Linked DNA regions of Mus musculus: region 2 is linked to region 1. The links are chromatin contacts, called in public promoter capture Hi-C maps. All regions are on one chromosome and are shown on one strand. The core of a region is the stretch at or near the end of the contact, and the rest is flanking DNA. Distances in the headings are between cores, read along the strand shown.

The links. Promoter capture Hi-C pulls out the DNA fragments that hold promoters and counts their contacts.
Region 2: a promoter capture Hi-C map of liver shows a contact between it and region 1, with 2.4 times the contacts expected there. The contact joins two enhancer-like sites. A contact is called at or near these places in 6 of 39 promoter capture datasets (the 3T3-L1 cell line, the SN4741 cell line, cranial neural crest and 3 more), 1 of 15 datasets of contacts at CTCF or cohesin (the NIH/3T3 cell line), 6 of 484 Hi-C or Micro-C datasets (3T3-L1-derived adipocytes, the Patski cell line, bone marrow-derived macrophages and 3 more), 6 of 115 datasets of contacts at active chromatin or transcription factors (bone marrow-derived macrophages, embryonic stem cells and pancreatic cancer cells) and 1 of 9 other capture datasets (embryonic stem cells).

The regions. Positions count from the first base shown.
Region 1 is chr3:121,795,426-121,801,186 of GRCm38.p6, forward strand. It overlaps Abcd3 (ATP-binding cassette, sub-family D (ALD), member 3), which reads right to left. Exons shown (of 23, transcript NM_008991.3): 2 at 1,024-1,060. Among named protein-coding and RNA genes, the nearest start is that of Abcd3, 17 kb to the right of the region's middle. Within about 2 kb of position 2,781, at least 7 of the 459 cell types and tissues checked have an H3K27ac peak or open chromatin away from gene starts, as enhancers often do. A contact at or near this core is called in liver, where this site is marked.
Region 2 is chr3:122,119,381-122,125,090 of GRCm38.p6, forward strand. It overlaps Abca4 (ATP-binding cassette, sub-family A (ABC1), member 4), which reads left to right. Exons shown (of 50, transcript NM_007378.1): 18 at 650-739; 19 at 2,251-2,425; 20 at 4,179-4,310. The region is part of intron 2 of Gm40138 (a long non-coding RNA gene); the gene reads right to left. Among named protein-coding and RNA genes, the nearest start is that of Gm40138, 4.2 kb to the right of the region's middle. Within about 2 kb of position 3,016, at least 175 of the 459 cell types and tissues checked have an H3K27ac peak or open chromatin away from gene starts, as enhancers often do. A contact at or near this core is called in liver, where this site is marked.

The DNA.
Region 1 (5,761 bases), core at 1,531-4,030:
ACCTGAAAACATCATGTTAAGTGAAAGGCCTGCAGGACCACACGTACTGAATGATCGCATTAACATTAAATGCCCCAGAGCAGGCAAATCAATAGACAAACAGTAAATGAGCAGTTGCCAGGGGTAACAAGGAGTGAATGCTACTAGGCATGAGCTTGGGGGGGGGGGGTGGTGTGAATTTAAAAATAATTCTTTTTAAGTTGTTGTTCCTTTTATTGTTGATCTTTTCTGTCTGGCTTTAAGGGGAACATCATTCCTTAATTCTGACTGAAACACACAAGCTGAACCCAGGTCATCATCTCAGCCACAAGGACAGTCAAGTTCATGGCCTGTTTCTCCTGTGCTGTAATAAATCGATGCAAGCTCATCACACTCTTACTACTCTCCAGGCTAACTAAGTAATACGAAAAGGTAATTTTTTCTTTAAACTTACAGGTATAAGGGACATGTACATGGTTTTGAGAATAATTTACTTTGTTAACCTTGAAATACAACGATATACTAAGATATAACTATATTTTAAAGGAATAGATCCTTACAAGACCAAACTAACTCCTAGACCATGAGGTTGATTTAGCTTTCTTTTTTTTTCTTTTCTTTTCTTTTTTTGTGATATAATAAATATTTAAAGAAAAAGTTTCTAATCAAAGTGGTACACTCGTTAAACCCCGCACTAAGGAGGCTGAGGCAGGAGGATGAGGGTTTAAGCATCTTAGAACGTACATACAGTGAGATCCTGTCTCAATAGAAGGGAGAAAAACAGAGCTACATGGGCAGCAAGTCATCTCGGGCTAAACCTAACCGAGTTAATAACTGTCTCCTTAGAGGAGCGTTGTCAAACAAACAGCACCAGAAGACTCTAGGCAAGACTCTTAAAAGGGAATTCCTGTGACAGAGTCTTGTATGTAGTCAAATGGAAGTGAGATTTTAAAACTTGTATTCTAACTCTAAAATTGTTTTACCCAGCAAAATTGATTAAATAATGCAAACCACCCCCAAAAGTAGGTCATTTAAAACTTTTACCTCATTATTCTGTAATGGCGGTTTTCCACTTTTCTTACTGCAAAGGAAAAAATAAGAGAACTTTATTTGTTATATGCTTCCATAATTAAATTATTCTAAAATGTCAAAAAACATACAATTCTCCAAATGGTCATTTTCTTTTTTCCTAACCAAGAAGCAAAATTTATTCATTAAGAATAGTTCAGGGCTGGAGAGATAGCTCAGCAGTTTAGGGCACTGACTGCTGTTCCAGAGATCCTGAGTTCAATTCCCAGCAACCTCATGGTGGCTCACAACCATCTGTAATGGGGTCTGATGCCCTCTTCTGGTGTGTCTGAAGACAACTACAGTGTACTTACATATAATAAAGAAATAAATCTTTAAAAGAAAAAACAAAACAAAAAAAAGAACAGTTCCTATGTCTCTTTACAGGCTGGGTGTTTGCTTATGAAACACTTGGGCCCAGAAGTGTTTCAGATTTCATAGTTCTTCAACATTGGAATATCTGCTACATACATTTTACCAGATGTAAAAACCCAGGGTGCTCAAAGGTTTCATTATGTCAGATAATTTCAGGGCAGACATGTTTCATTTGTACTAAGTATTGTTTAGAGAAATGACTCATTGAATGTTAGGTTACTAGTATTATGAACAGTTGGTGGTGTGTGTGTGCACGCATGCGCGTGTGTTAACTCCCACATATCATGCATACTTTTTTCTGTAAGTCTTCCCACAGAATGGTGAAAATCTACCTGTCCATTCTTGAATCAAAGCTTGGCCACATAACTGCTAGCCAGTGGGATTTTAACAAGGCAACACAGAGCTGCATGTTGGGAGTAGGAGGCAGGACCCAAGTGCTGAGGTTTGGTCTTTTACTGTATATTATAATCTCATCCCCAAGATGAGAGTCTGCAGTAGACCTAAGTGAGCTATGTGACCTTGCTCCCAAGTTATTTCTGATTGGTAGGTAAAGATGCTGTCAGCCAATAGCTAGGCAGAAGAGACACAGGTGTGTGTATGGGGGGGGGGGGTCATTGTTTTCAGTTTCCCAGGCTTGGGAGTCAAAAGAGAACCAAGAGGGGAAAAAGGTGGAGGAGGAAGAGAAAGTTGCCACGGGTTAGGTGAGTCATGAAAACATGGCCCTGAGGGCTGGCCAACTGGAGTTAAAAGCAGCCCAGATGAAACAGGGTTAAGTAATAACTCGAGGTTATTGATAGGAAAGTAGATTCTAATAGCACAGAGGTTAGACATCTGCCCAGCCTTTGTGCTGTTTAAGGCTTACAGTAAATATAAAAGTTGTCTGTGTCCTTTATCTGGGAATTGAATGATAGAGGTGGGGTAAAACTCTGGACTGGGACTAAAAATCTCTACTACACTCAAGAAGCAGTTTATTTTGTCTCAGTTTCAGAGGCTGCAGTCCACCCTGACAGCAGAGCAGCATGCACCATGAAGAGCATGAGAGGGTGAAGCGGCAAGCTGCCTTCTGTCCCTTTACCCCAGTGTGGCAGGTCCACCCAATTAGTGAATCTCCTCTAGAATGTCCTCACAGACAGTCCTGCATCTGGATTTGGAGTGTTTCTCGACCAGTCATGCTGACAACTCAGAGTAGCCATCACACCAGGAAAAGCTTTTACTGTGTCCTCTCACCCGCTCAGCATCTGTACCCCTCTATCACATGAGTAACCAACTCTAAGCTAAAGGAGCTGGCTGTGTCTGTCATCTGCACGTTACAGGTGAGGAAAGCGGTCTGCAAGCAGCAGCTCAGGCTGGTGATCTGATTCCTCGTCCCTGCTCCCGCTCTCCCCAGCGCCATCAGCCTGGCTGACGCCCTGTCTGTAACTCACTATCCTGTACTCCTTCAACAAAACACTAACCACATTCTAAATTCCTGTTTGTGAATTTCCTCCCAGTACAGAGGTCTGACGAGGTGAGCAGTGGGTGCAGATTGGTTTCTCTCAAGTTAAAAGTGCAGCATACTTGGAATATGGACTCTGCATCCATGAACAGAAGGGGGAAAGCAAGTTTAGGCAGCACTCAACCAGATCTAACACTCAGCTAATCAGATAGATGTCCTGTGGTGGTTTAAATGACAACCATTCCCTACAGTTTTGGACATTGGAACACTTGTTCAAAGTTGTCTTGGTTAAGATGTTTTATCACAGCAGTAGAGAAAAAGCTAAGCTAGGTTCTAAGTAAGTATTGTAAAGAATGCTGTGTGATGAACTGAAATGTCTTTATACTTCTGCATTGCTCACTTATCCAAATGTATGCTGCTCTTGTGAACTCATGACCTGGGGATTCATGTGTCTGAAGCAGACTCTAAACATAGGCTGCACGCACATTGCTCGGAGGAAGGCAGTAAGACTCTCTTAAAAGGGGCATCTTTGTTGCGCGTCTCCAAGTCATGTATACGCAGGGGCCATGTACACGCAATCCTCTTCTGTCAATGCCTCACTGGGCTCAATCAATCTGTACATTTCATTTTCAGCATAAAGACAAACAAGACCAAGCAAAGCTACAAAGACAAACCTAACTCCAAGTCAAAGAATGGTTTTTAAGGGTTTGGTTGGTTGGTTGGTTTGTTTCAAGACAAGGTTTCTTTGTGTAGCCCTAGCTGTCCTAGAATTCCCTCTTAGACCAGGTTGGCCTCAAACTCACAGAAATCTGCCTGCCTCTACCTTTTAAGTGCTGTTATTAAAGGTGTGCGCCACCACCACCCAGATGTTTCATTTTTAAAAGTGCTCATGTTGGGGCTGGAGAGGTAGATCAGAAGTTAAGAGCACTGGCTACTCTTGCAGAAAGACCCAGGTTCAGTTCCCAATACCCACATGAAGGCTCAAAACTGAAACTCCAGTTCCAGGGGATCTGGTGCCCTTCTGACCTTCATGGGGACAAGGCACACATGCAGTACACTTAGAAACATTCAGGCAAGCCAGGCGTGGTGTGGTGGCGCACGCCTTTAATCCCAGCACTCCAGAGGCAGAGGCAGGCAGATTTCTGAGTTCAAGGTCAGCCTGGTCTACAAAGTAGGTTCCAGGACAGCCAGGGCTATACAGAGAAACCCTGTCTCAAAAAACCAAAAAAAAAAAGAAAAAAAAGAAAAGAAACATTCAGGCAAAACATTTATAAAATATAAAATGTAAAAACACTTCTAAAATAAAAATACATAAATCTTTTAAAAACAGTACTTAGTGTTATTGTTCATAATTTAAGTGTGTATATTATAGGATTGTTTAAAACACATTACAAACTATAGGACTGTTACAAAGCAGAAGTGATATCAGAATGAGAGAAAATATTTGCAACCATTCATTTAGCAATAAGTTGGCATTCAAAACAAAGATTGTTTTAAAAAGGCAAGCAAACAAATAATCCAAAAATTATCAACAGTCAATATTCAAAAGGCATATAAGTAGCTAATGGATACATCAAAACATGTCCAACTTTATTTATCAACAAAATGCAAATAAAACTACACTGAGAGCTAGAGAAATGGTCCAGCATTTGAAAGTATTTCCTGCTCTTTCAAAGGGCCCACGTTCACTTCTCAGAGACCACATTTGAAGGCTTACTACAACCTGTAACTCCACTTTTTATGGCTTCCTACTTACCTGCACAAGACATGGTACACATTAGCTCACACAGGTACACACATAAATAAAAAAAGAATAAATACTTTTTAACATTTACAGTGAGGGGCTAGCGAGATGGCTCAGCAGGTAAGAGCACTGACTGTTCTTCCGAAGGTCCTGAGTTCAAATCCCAGCAACCACATGGTGGCTCACAACTACCTTCTTTTTGTGTGTCTGAAAACAGCTGCAGTGCACTTATGTATAATAATAAATAAATCTTTTTTTAAAAAGACAGTTACAGTGAAATATACCTAATACCTAGTAGGATCACTGTCACCAGATAAACAAAAGAGTAATATCGGCAAAGATATACAGAAAAGGGAATTCTTGTACAGCTAGCAAGAATATAACCCTGGGTTATGAAAAAGAAAACACAAATTCCTCAAAAATTTAAAGTAGAATTCTTAACATATAATCCAGCAATTCTACTTGTGGGTATATAATCCAAGAAAACAGGATCAGAATTCTGAAGTAGTGCCTGCACTCTCATGTCCACCCCCAAATCAGCTCTCCCTGTGCCCTGTGCCACTGCCAAATGGCTCTCGCCATGACTTTCTTCCTCTACATCTCCACAGCATTCTGTTTAGAGCACACACCTTGAATTAATCTCACCTGACCTAATATACAACCCACAGAAAACCTGTCAACCTTAAGCAATAAATATCCAAGAGCTAGTTCCTCAGAAATGAAGCAGCTGGTACTCTAATCCTAAAGGAAGAATACGGGCCAGCTAGGGCTGTGCCTGCCTTTTAACTCCAAGGCCGTGGAGACTGAGGCAGGACAGGAAGCCAGCCTGGAGTTCACAGTGAGGCCCTCTCTCAAAATTAAAAACCTAAGAGGAATACAAAAGCACAACAGAAAAAAATCATTACAATTTTAAAGCAGGGAGTCTTTCTCTCTGGATATCTTATAAAGTAATTTAAAAACTTGGGTGATATGTCTAATTTCCTAGAAAAACATAAATTTCCAAAACTGATCACCTATTCAGGAGGGAGATAAAGAAAAAAAAATAAAAGTAAGGGATTGGAAAGATGAGACATTAAGAAAATTGTCAGATAACACCTCCTACCCATCCCATCCCGAGAAAAAGCATCACACGCAAAGATTTATAAGGAAAACTCCCAAAG
Region 2 (5,710 bases), core at 1,766-4,265, 320 kb after region 1:
CAAAAAGGACCAGGTGGTAGGCTAAAGAAAACAAACCTATTCCAAATTTAATCCTGCGATGGATTTTTTGATTTGTCTGATTCCCCCACCCCCACCCCCTCAAGGGGACAACATTCAAGACAGGGTTTCTCTGTTTAGCCCTTGCTGTTCTGGAACTTGCTTTGTTGACCAGGCTGGCCTCGAACTCAGAGATCCACCTGTCTCTGCCTCCCAAGTGCTGGGATTAAAGGTGAGCACTGCTCAGCTTGTTTTTGTTTTTATTACAATTTCTGACATGAGCAGTCTGCCACATTAAAAGGAATTGCCGAGGACTGCGAATGTGGCTTAGTGCTACCAAGCAGGGAGTTCCTAGTTTGATTCCCAGTTCCCCCTAACAACAATGTAAATCAAAACTCTCCAGCTTCAAGGTTCTGATTTAAAAAGTCCCTGTGGGCCCTGCGAAATCGGCACAATCAGATTTGAGTCCCTCACGGCTGGGCAGCAGGTCAGAGCTGGAGGCCATGCAGGAGACGGGTCTCAGAGCTATGATGGCTCCAACCTCTGGAGGGAGCTGTCCCACCCTTGTGATGGGAAATGCATCTGTCCCCACTGCCCCTCCTCTTCTCTCCTGTCTCTCCTGAAGAGTAACGTTGGCGTCTGGTTGGTTCAGGTTGTTCGACCAGAGAAGAAAGGGCTCTGGAAAAGACTGAACCCTTAACAGAGGAGATGGAGGATCCAGAGCACCCAGAAGGAATGAATGGTAACCCCCCAAGACCCCCCACCCCCATCCCAAAAGACAGCAGAACGGAACGGAAAGCTTCAGTAGTGCCAGAGCCAAACCACAAGACGAGCAACATGAAGGAGGCCAGGAAGCTGACTCCCTTTCTTGACTGGTGTTAAATCTCATGTCCAGCTGCACACGAGGGGAATGAATGGTCCAACCCAGACATTAGTGCATATTTCCTGGAGAAAGCAGATCCCAGGTCTGTAGTGTGTTTGTGCCCTTGTTAGGCAAATCCCAAGGGAATCGCACAAATGTGCTGACTTCCGAGGATTTAGTCAGAACAATGACTTGGGTCACTGGGACTTGAAGCGGATATGAGCTACAAGGAAAGACAAAAATAAGTTCCGTAAGGGGAAAGAGCCTAGCAGAGCTGACTGCACTTCACTCAAGGTTTACAAACCCAGAGCCCATTCACTGCAAGCATCAAAAGCCTTTCCTGGTGGTGGAAGTTACCTAATCACGCCCGGGCTGATGGGCAGGGTACATAAGACTCCTTTCCCTGGCCTTTGCTGCTTTGTCCTCACTCTTGAACTAATTCTCCTAATGTTTCTCATCCCTGACTGTATGCATGGCTTGGGTTTAGAGAGGCACACAGACTCCGATTTAGCCTGATGTTGGCACGAGAGGGTCCAGCTTCTAGGCGCCCCTCAGGTACCACTTTGCAAAGCTGATGTTGGAGACCTGAATCCTCACAGAGCTGGTTTGCAGGCTAAAGTAACTCTAGAAGATCCTCCTCCCAGAGTGGTATGATAAGGTTCCATTTCAGCTTTAGTTGTGGCCAGGAGACACAGGCAGACAATGCAACGGGAGTTGGGGACAGAGCAAGGGACCATTAGTTAATTAGACTTAATACTCTGACAGTAATCTTGACTCTATAAGTGAACTTCGGAAAAGATGCTGTGGTGGGGGGTGGGGGGTCACGGGGAGGGGGAGAGTAGGTTGGTTGATACTGGAAAGGGCACGGAGCATGGGGAGGAAGGAGTTACGATGAGGAAGAGTAGGTTGTCCTGGCTTGAGGAGTCAGGGCTGGTGCCAGAAACCTATGAAGATCCGATAGACTGAGCCTTGAAGCAAAGACGGAACTCGGGGTTAACTCAATAATAGACAGGAGCTATTTCAGATGGGTATGGACCCTGGGCCCATACTTGCCACTTGTACACCATGTAGCCTTGATAGAACACTTGATGTCTCTCAGTCTTGGGCTTTCTAACCTATTGAAAAGAGCCTAGTTATATCTACCTATAGGACTATATGTGTGAAGTGAGGGATTTGTTGGGAAACATTGGAAACAGTGCCTAACTCACAGTAAGTGTGAAATCTATGGCCAGTGCAACTATGACTACTCCTGTTTTGATCTTCTTCACAAAGCTGCAGCCACATGGGCAGGTGAAGTTACAGCCAGAGCACAGGTCTGAAGGAAGCAGTGTGTTCATGAAGCACGGCGTCATTAACATGTGGTGTTTCTACAATGTGTTTTTCCCTCCAAGACTCCTTTTTTGAACGCGAGCTTCCAGGGCTGGTGCCTGGTGTGTGTGTGAAGAACCTGGTGAAGGTTTTTGAGCCCAGTGGCCGGCCAGCTGTGGACCGTCTGAACATCACTTTCTATGAGAACCAAATCACGGCGTTCCTGGGTCACAACGGAGCGGGAAAGACCACCACCTTGTGAGTTCTCTGCCAGAGAGGCTGTCTCCCATCCTATCATTCCCCGGCTTCATTCTCTCTCCCCAATAACTCCACTCTGTTCTTCCTTACTGAATTTCGGTGGAAACATATACACTCACACACACCTCCCACGGTGAGGATAAAAAGCCGTGGCTGCCCATGTCCCCGGGCTATTTTTATGTAGCACTCCGTTTCCTACCAATTAATAATTAGGATGCTTTAGTGCTGGTGTGGGACCTCTGATGGGATGGCTACCTTTCTGAGAAAGTGTAGGGAGAACAGTGAAGTAGACTCGCTGCCTGGCAGAAGGCCAAGGGCAGGAAGCTTTGAGGCTCTGGGTGGACTCCTCCATCCATCCTTTAGTTCTGGAAGGGGTGCGAGCGCCACCTGCTGAGAACAGGCAGTCAGGGCTCCGGTGCAGACCTCCGATGGGCCGATGGGCCGGTGGAGGAGGGGTAGGGGTCAACAAGCCATGTGACAGCAGCCATCAAATCCTTGGCTTGCAGAGCCCCGGGAAGGAACAGCAGTGTACACCCTGCTCCGGAATGTGCTCCCGGGCCTTTCAATGGGAATGGAATGCGGGGCTGGTGCCATTGGGCTTGGTACTGTTTCCCTCTAGTGGTTGATCAACATTTCAGCTTCGAAGTACAGGTTCAGATAGCATGCGATTTTATCAGAACTTGGGACAGAACTGGGCGTGGCATCCTAAGGCTATCTCCTTGCTAACTCACGTGGTGGGAGGACAGGAAACTCCATTCGAGACCCCAGGACCTCTAGAAGACAAACACATTACTTCACTCAGTGCAGAAACTAAACTTCCACTGGGGTCGGAACACAAGCGCTGTCCTAATGCTGGGAATAGCATAACATTTTAAGTTTCACTTTGTGCTGGGGCCTGTTTTTGTTTTGTTTTGTTTTTCAAGCATGTTCGATTCACTTAACTTAGACAACTACCCAAGCAGGTGGGAGACATGTTTTGTATAATTGAAGAAAGAAAAGAGAAATCACAACATTGTTCACATTTTTACATTTGGAATTCCCAAACGAATTTGTTTGTGTTAGCCAGTCAGCAGACAGGCTGCCCAGCTTCTCACTGGCATCAACTGAGCTTTGGAGAGTCACCAACCCTGCTTCTCCACTGTCAAGGGCTGCACGCCCAGGCAAAGCAGTGGGGCTGGGTCCTAAATCCCTTTAACTGACCACAACTGTGACTACGACAGTGGCCACAATGGCTGGCCACATCAATAGCCACGGAGCAACCACTATGACAGACCTTCACGGTGGACACTACCGCTGACCACAGAGTAAAACAACAGTGAACACTGTAGCTGACCACATCCGTGAATATCACTCTGACAGACAGTCATAATGGGCACCACAACTGACCACCACAGTGGCCATCCAGTGGGCACTACAACTGACCGCTGCAATGATGGCTGGGTGATGATGGGGTGGGGTGTCTGAGTCTGGGAATCCCCGAGGCTCTTGATACTGGCCCAGGAACACTTGGAAATAAAAAGTAGAGAAAGAAGGCCCTTGTGGTCTAGGCACTAGGACTTGAAGCAAGGCACTGGTGCTAAGTAAACCCTGTGTGGAAATGTTCTGGGCCCCTCAGCTACATCAGGTTTGAGTTTGATAGAGAGATAGGGCAGGTGTCACTACAAGCATCCTTCTGACCCTGTATGGGGTTACCCTCATCCCCTGGTGAGTTCTAACAACCATCTCTTCTGCCACTTAACCCTGTGTTCGGCAGGTCCATCCTGACAGGACTGTTGCCACCGACGTCAGGAACTGTGCTCATTGGGGGAAAAGACATTGAAACCAACCTGGATGTAGTACGGCAGAGCCTGGGCATGTGTCCACAACACAACATCCTGTTTCATCAGTAAGTGAGCTGGAGTTGAGATACTCCTGGGCAGGGGTGGGGCTCATTGGAAGAGCACTTGCCTGGCCCATCCATCACCCTGGGTTCTGCCCCCAGCACCACAGGAAAACAAAATATCTGTCAGAAACCCCTGTTGTATACTGGCTGGTTTCATGTCAACTTGACACAAGCTAGAGCCACTGGAGAAGAGGGAGCCTCACCTGAGAAAATGCCTCCGTAAGATCAGGCTACAGGCAAGCCTGTGGGGCATTTTATTCATTAGTGATCGATGGGAGAGGGAACAGCCCATTGTGGGTGGTGCCATCCCTGGGCTGGTGGTCCTGAGTTCTATAAGAAAGCAAGCTGAGCATGTGTCCTTCTTACCGGTTGGGACATCTTCTGGATATATGCCCAGGAGAGGTATTTCGGGATCTTCCGGTAGTACTATGTCCAATTTTCTGAGGAACCCCCAGACTGATTTCCAGAGTGGTTGTACAAGCTTGCAATCCCACCAACAATGGAAACAATCACCCATGGAAGGAGTTACAGAGACAAAGTTTGGAGCTGAGACAAAAGGATGGACCATCAAGAGACTGCCATATCCAGGGATCCATCCCATAATTAGCCTCCAAACGATGACATCATTGCATACACTAGCAAGCATTTGGTGCAAGGACCGTGATATAGCCGTCTCTTGTGAGACTAGGCCGGGGCCTAACAAACACAGAAGTGGATGCTCACAGTCAACTATTGGATGGATCACAGGGCCCCCAATGGAGGAGCTAGAGAAAGTATCCAAGGAGCTAAAGAGATCTGCAACCCTGTAGGTGTAACAACATTATGAACTAACCAGTACCCCGGAGCTCTTGACTCTAGCTGCATATGTATCAAAATATGGCCTAGTCGGCCATCACTGGAAAGAGAGGCACACTGGACAGGCAAACTTTATATGCCCCAGTACAGGGGAACGCCAGGGCCAAAAAATGGGAATGGGTGGGTAAGGGAGTGGTGGGGAGGGTGTGGGAGGCTTTTGGGATAGCATTGGAAATGTAATTGAGGAAAATACGTAATTAAAAAAAAATAAGAGGAGAAAAAAAAAAAGCAAGCTGAGCAAGCCAGTAAGCAGCTCCCTCCATGGCCTCATGGCCTCTGCATCAGCTCCTGCCTCCAGGTTCCTGCCCTGCTTGAGTTCCTGTCCTGATTTTCTTTGATGATGAAGTGTAAGCCAAATAAACCCTTTCCTCCCCAAATAGCTTTGGTCATGGTGTTTCATCCGAGCAATAGTAGCACTAAGACACCTGTATCCTGTTCTCCAATGCCCCCCCCCCAACACACACACACACACACACACACACACTTCTTTCCTGCCCAACTTAGCAATGCGTTTGTCTGGTCTTCTCAGTCAAAAGCCCTTGTCCTTC